2 separate regions of the Hordeum vulgare genome follow, and region 2 is linked to region 1. A link is a contact called in public Hi-C data. All regions are on one chromosome and are shown on one strand. Each heading gives the region's core, a stretch centred on a gene start, on an enhancer-like site or on the middle of the called end of the contact. The rest is flanking DNA. Distances are from core to core; before and after follow the strand shown.

Region 1 (3,056 bases), core at 404-2,903:
TTTGTCTGACAACAAGATAGGAAACGTAATGTATTCCTCCATTATTGTACGAACTGCTTGGCTTTGAGTGGCTAGGGAACTAATACCACTGCCATATTGCATAGCAAAAACATTTAGGTGTGGGTACCTACAATGAACAGATAATAAGACAATAAAGAAATTTGAGACTTTTGCCAAATCACAAAGCAGCCAGATTTTACACAACTACCTCTGATGAAGATATTTCAATTTTCTAAAAGCATCTGAATGTTTACTGTCCCCGTCTAATGTTTCATGTGACTGATACAACAGAACAAGATATATTCCTTCTTGATTAAATGTTTTCCAAATGCCCTCCACGGCATTCAACCAACAATGATTTTTTCCTGCATCACAACAGTTAAGCAAGAATTAACAGATAGCAAATAACCCCTGAAGAAAAGGACCGTGCATTACATATTTACATTCATTCTTACATCTAGGAATAGCCAAAATTGTCTTTGTTATGTCATTTGTATCAAATGCAAGTCCATGTCATCTTTCAGAAGAAATTCAAAAAATATCAGTGCAATCATATCCTTGGAAACTATTTGTAATTGTGTACAGTACTTCTTGTGGCTTTCGTCCTATTTAGTTTTATCACACCAGTGCTATGAACAAATGATGAAATACCACAAGACTCCTGGAGTGTTGCACAATGAAAACTGAAGAGCATCATTCTCATCAAGCATTGCGAAATTTACTGAAAATTTTGTTGGTTTGTAAATGGCAGATGAAAATTAAGAAGAGCATACTTCTCCACCATAACCAGCAAAGCTGTGTGGGCAGACACAACAACGAGAGTACCCAAACTATCAACAAGAACATATAGTTCCACAAAATGGCACGGCATGGGATATGATATTGCAGTATGTTATGACTTGCGATTCAAACGGGTGATATTACCTTTGAGTGTCCCAAATGTGGATTTGATGAAATGTAAGAGTTGAGACTGCGAGGTGGGTGCAGTCTCACTTGAGACGGTGGCCACAGAGCCGTCAGAGCTTCGAGACAGAAGGGGTTGGCTTTGTTAGGACACTCAATGGCTAAGTGAAAACTAGAGAGGCGCGTGACGCGAAAACTTCTACCTCGGAGCGTGGTGCAGGGCTCTCGTCGTAGTCGTAGCCGCAGCAGACTGCCGCCCGTGGGAGTCGAACCAACTGCACGTGCTCCTGCAACTGCTGATGGGAGAGCCGGCCCCGGCGGGCGGCTTCGTCCCGTGCGGCGCTCCCGGAGAGTACGCGGAGGCAGATGAGAGGAGGCAAGAATGTAAGAGCGAGGAGAGAAATGCCGCGGAGGGATCGCGGGGACGCCTCAAGCGGCGCAGCGCCGCCGCGGCCCAAGCCTGCGCCATCATACCTTGATGGCGTTTAGCAGTGGGGTTCAGGTATTCAGGACGTCCCACTCGGTGCTCGCCGGCAGAAATGAACAAGACGGCAAGACTGCTCGTGCTCGGAGGGCGCTAAGCTCGGACTCAGGCGCCACCGCGAGGGTGAGGACGGCTGAACGGGCGGTGGGGGATGGGAAGCAAGGGGAGGCGTACTGGCGAGGAAGGGCAGGCTGACGGCGCCGGGGGACTCGTGGAGGCGGGGCGCCGGGAGGCTAGGCCAGTAGTGGAGGCAGCGGCCGGCGGCGGCGTTTGATTCAGTCGATGCCACGATGTGAAGGCGAACAGGGCCGGGACCGATGCCTACGCGGTGGGCTGGGCCCAATAAGTTCAGGACACCCTTTTCTCGAATCTCGAAAATGACAAACGTACAGAACCCTATGAAACTAAATGGGCTGGGATTGTTAAGTCAGATTCCGGGGCCTATTTGAAATCTGCAATCAACAAGACTGTGTGGTGTCCCTGGTTTGGGATGGGAGTACTCTCAGACTCACTTTTAGAAGATGTATGGACCAGGGGATGATGAATATTTGGAAGGATCTCATTGAACATATTAAGAACTTTCCCTTAACTAATAACCATGATGTGCCTATTTGGGTGTTAGAGCATAATGGCACTTACTCAGTTAGATCATTATACAAATGCATCAATTTTGGTGGGGCGAGTTCTCCTTTTGGAGATATCTTATGGAAGATTCTATGCCCCCAGAACATCCATGTATTTTTATGGCTGTGTTTATATAACAAATTTTTGACTAGAGACAATGTGGCTAAGAGAAAGAATGTAGATAACTTAACTTGTCTGTTTTGTAGTGAAGTGGGAACTGTACAACACTTATTTTTTGATTGTATTAATGCTAGCTATATTTGGTCTATTATCTCTGAGTTTTTTGTGATTAAAAAGATTCAATGTTTTGATGATATATCTTCCACGTGGAAAGTAAAAAAGAAGAGAATTATGCTTAATATGGTCACTGTTGCCTCCTTGTGGAGTATTTGGACATTGAAAATGATTTTTGCTTTCAGGGACGTACATGGAGGGGTTTAGGCTGCGGCCTTGCCAAGCTAAGAGGGACTTTACAAAAATGGTTGGTGCTCTACGACGCTGCACAAGCGAGGGTGTTAAGAAGATTTATCCTGTTGATGGACAAACATCAAGGCGAGCTGCTTCGGATAGCATGGACGCCGGTTTCTGATTGATGTTCTAGCTTGTAATGTGTGGCGGGATTGCTAAGTACTGATTGCAGGTCTATCCCTGATAGTAAGTTTAGTCTTTTTGTGTTAGTTGCTTGCCATCTCAGGGCATTACCCGTGTGTTGTGCCTGGTGTGGTGGAACCTAGCTTTGCCGAGTGATGGTAGTTGTGGATTCTGTTGTGTGTTGCTGCTTCGTTTAATAAAATGGGGCACGGGGCAACCCCTTTCATTCAAAAAAACCTATGAAACTCTATGCGTGGCTCACTGCGTCGTGACAGCAACTACTTAGCAATCACTTTTTTAAAAGCCTCCTAACAAACACTTCCACGCATCACTACCTAACGCGTTTTCAACCACCGCCACGTCTTACGTTCTGAACATATTTTTTGGATTTTTTAATTTTTTAATTTCTCCACACGTGCTTTCGGCTTTTTAGATTGATTTTTTCAGATTGATT
Region 2 (3,198 bases), core at 456-2,955, 230 kb before region 1:
CTGGGAAATATGAACAAAGTAAAAAAAAAGGTAAGATTACGGATTTCTTGAATGTTAAGTAACTTGAATTCCAAACAATATGAAGCCTTAGTCATTACACAGATTAGAGATAGATACAGCAACCATGTATAATTTTGAGGCTATTAAGTACCTTGAAAATCTTTGTAGCTGCAAAGCATACTACAGATGAGAAGACCATATGCAGCAAAGTTAGTGCCACTGGATAGGGGAAGTTGATCTCTTTTGAGGATAACACCCACTGCAAATCAGGATAAACAAAGCACTTAACAATGTTACAAAAATATGAAATGGATATTTGGCACAGAAAAAGAATCCATCAGTTTAAGCACATCAAAGAAATTATGAAACCACCCCAGAACTAATCATCACAAATAGAAGTTTGTTACAAAGCGGTTTGTCAATCTTTTGAAGCAAGGGTCATCAATGTTTACACTTAAAGTGCTTATTCTCAATTTCCATGAATCATTATAGAGGAACAAGAAGCTATCCAGTTGGTCCAAAAATATATGCATCTTGAGAAGCGTCAATGAGATTTATATGTAGCAGTTCACATGGTCCATGTTCGAGAAAAACTGCAGGTTGGATTTTTCTTTTTTTGCAGCTTGTGCTCCTTAAAGCTAATGGAATTCAGTTCATAAGATCTCCATGAGCCTAATGTATCAGTGCACCATGTACTAAACTAACAATAATAACAGTAGAAGGGAATCCAGTTACTTGTTGTGGAAGCAGATCGAGCTATGACAAGAGAATCTGGGTCAACCCTTTGCATGAAAAAGGGGTCCAGGTTGAGTGAGCAACCCAAGCAAGCAACAAACTATTCCCAGATCTCAAGCTATTGGACTCAGAGGCAAAGAAATGTATCCAAAACATCCACCAATTTTAGACATGATATAGTTAGTCAGGTGGGTGATCGGCTCTCAGAAAACCCCAAGCCGCGAATGACACTCATTTTGATGAATTATATCATCAAGGCTTGCTCTCCTGACAACCACAAAGGCGATATCCAAAGACAATATCGCAAGCATGAGAAGAACCGAACCTCAAAATCGCCCCTGCACGTTTACAATCACGCCCTCTTTGAACTGAAAACGCTTACGCTGCAGCAGAGACAGAGACAGAGACAGAGATCCGATCCATCACAAAAGTCCCCCTGACTCGCACGCATTGGAATCCAGCACCAGAAACTGGAAACATATCCGTCTCGCCTCCCCCGCACGGGGAGGTCAGCCACCGGATCAGCAGGGGGAGGCCTACGGATTCGCGGTGGACCGCAAGCTAAAACCCTAGAAACCCAGGACGGCGCGGACGAGACCGCGTCCGTGTCGCGCAACCAGGAATGAGCAAGCGCAGCGACGAAACTTGCCGCGACTGGCAGGATCGCGGGGTGGCGGGCCCGGGACGTCGGGCGAGGAGGATGAGAGGGGCTTGCCTTGTTGAAGAAGATCTGGCCGCCGGAGATGGCGATGTAGAAGAGGAGGTGGAAGTAGGTGACGGCGCCGTCCCGCCACGCCCCCTTCCTCGGCGCCTCCACCGCCGCCTCCGGCTGCTGCTGCTGCTGCTTCCCGCCATTTCTCTCCATGGTTGGCTGGGTTTGCTCGCTGGCTGCTGTGGGGGGGAATGGAGACGGAGAATTTGTCTCGCCGTCGGTCGGTGCGTCCCGAGCCGTTTTGCGGTTATGCGACGGTGGTGGACTTAAACAAACAAAACAAAAGGAGAGTGCCTCGCGATTCGCGTGCAACACACCACCGCACGCACGTTGCTCGGACTTCAGAATTCAGACCGGCCTCCGTCTCTGCGCGAGCAGGCCAACGCGCCGTGCACTAGCTGGGACCCACCGGTCAGTGCCCTTATAGCGAAATCAAAAAGTTAGGCCAGGCGAGGCCAGAACTTGGGCGAGTCAAAAGAAAGATATAAATTTTAATTTTGCTAACCACATGTCCCATGCGGTAAAGGAAAGATGATTTCAGAGGTCAAGTTTTAGGCGGAGCCTGCCAGATATCAGAACACAGGACCAGCAATTTACTACGAGTGCTAGATTTGGATTATTTAGACAACCATAAAAACATGTACAATGGTTAATAAGATAATTTTATTTTAAGTCTTGTATTTAGTTTAGAAATAATGAAAAATATCTACAATGAAATATTTATTAGCCTTATCTTTAATAATTTGCTATTCTTAAAACAGATAAATACACCAACAGTTATTGAAGTTGAGGTCAAAGCATAGTACAATCACTAAACTTTAAAATACGTTCATTACGGTCATGAAATACGCAACAAGACGATTATACGGTCAGTGATTCACACTAGAGCTCCGTGTACTGTTGAGTTGACTGGTCAATCTTTGAAACTAAAGATGGATTGGCTGGTCAAGCACAATACGTGGCAACCGGGAGGGAGCTCGCCGTGGGTGGGTAGCAGCGCAAGAAGTGATCCCGCCCCGCCTCATGCAGGAGCCGCGCGCCGTGCCCTTCCGGCCGGTAGCCGTCGACAGGTTCCTCCGCCATCACATGCTCCTCTTCCTCTATGCGAACTCCCGTCCGAGTACGGAATTGCCTGCGCCGGCCGCCATGGCCCATCATCTCCAACTGCGGGGGCGCGGACGCTGCTTGCAAGATCTCAACTCGGTCGCCGGTCTCTCGCCTCGCGTAGGAGCTGCGCACCGCGTTCTTCCGACTGGTCGCCGTCGACAGGTTCCTCCACCACCACGTGCTCCTCTTCCTCTACGAGAGCTCCCATCCGAGCACGGAGCTGCTCGCACCGGTCCGCCATGGCCCAACGCCTCAGCTACGGGCAAGGGAGCACTGCCTGCCCGAGCTCGACTCGGCCACCGGGCTCCCGCCTCCCTGCACCAGGCCCACGCACCCTCAACACACAGCCGTCGAGCCCCACTGTGCTGCCACCCGTCGTTCGTGCCTCAGCCGCCTGCAGGACCCCGCTGAAGCCCTTCCACGTGCATCCACCGCAATGCCTAGGCCGTCGTTGCAGTAGCCGCGTCGCGTTCCCGCGCGCTCTCCCTAGGCCGCCGTAGCAAACAGCAGCGCGCTCGCATGCCCGCAACAGCCGCACAACATAGGAAGGAGGCGGAACCGTGGAGAGGAACGGAAGGTCATCAGGCCAGCGTATGGCAACGGCGGGCCGAGGACTGCGGACCTACGCGCGAGCCAGACGCCAA

Evidence for each region. Hi-C and Micro-C count contacts between places; a contact is called where the count stands out from the background.
Region 2: a contact with region 1 is called in a Hi-C map of leaf, with 6 times the contacts expected there. The contact joins the promoter of LOC123413403 here to the promoter of LOC123411248 in region 1. A contact is called at or near these places in 3 of 6 Hi-C or Micro-C datasets (leaf and seedling) and 1 of 1 datasets of contacts at active chromatin or transcription factors (embryo).

The regions. Positions count from the first base shown.
Region 1 is chr7H:404,611,842-404,614,897 of MorexV3_pseudomolecules_assembly, reverse strand. It overlaps LOC123411248, which reads right to left and starts at 1,653. Exons shown (of 16, transcript XM_045104183.1): 1 at 1,107-1,653; 2 at 925-1,022; 3 at 209-365; 4 at 1-88. The coding sequence starts at 1,375.
Region 2 is chr7H:404,841,303-404,844,500 of MorexV3_pseudomolecules_assembly, reverse strand. It overlaps LOC123413403 (probable sugar phosphate/phosphate translocator At3g14410), which reads right to left and starts at 1,705. Exons shown (of 8, transcript XM_045106334.1): 1 at 1,451-1,705; 2 at 152-259. The coding sequence starts at 1,600.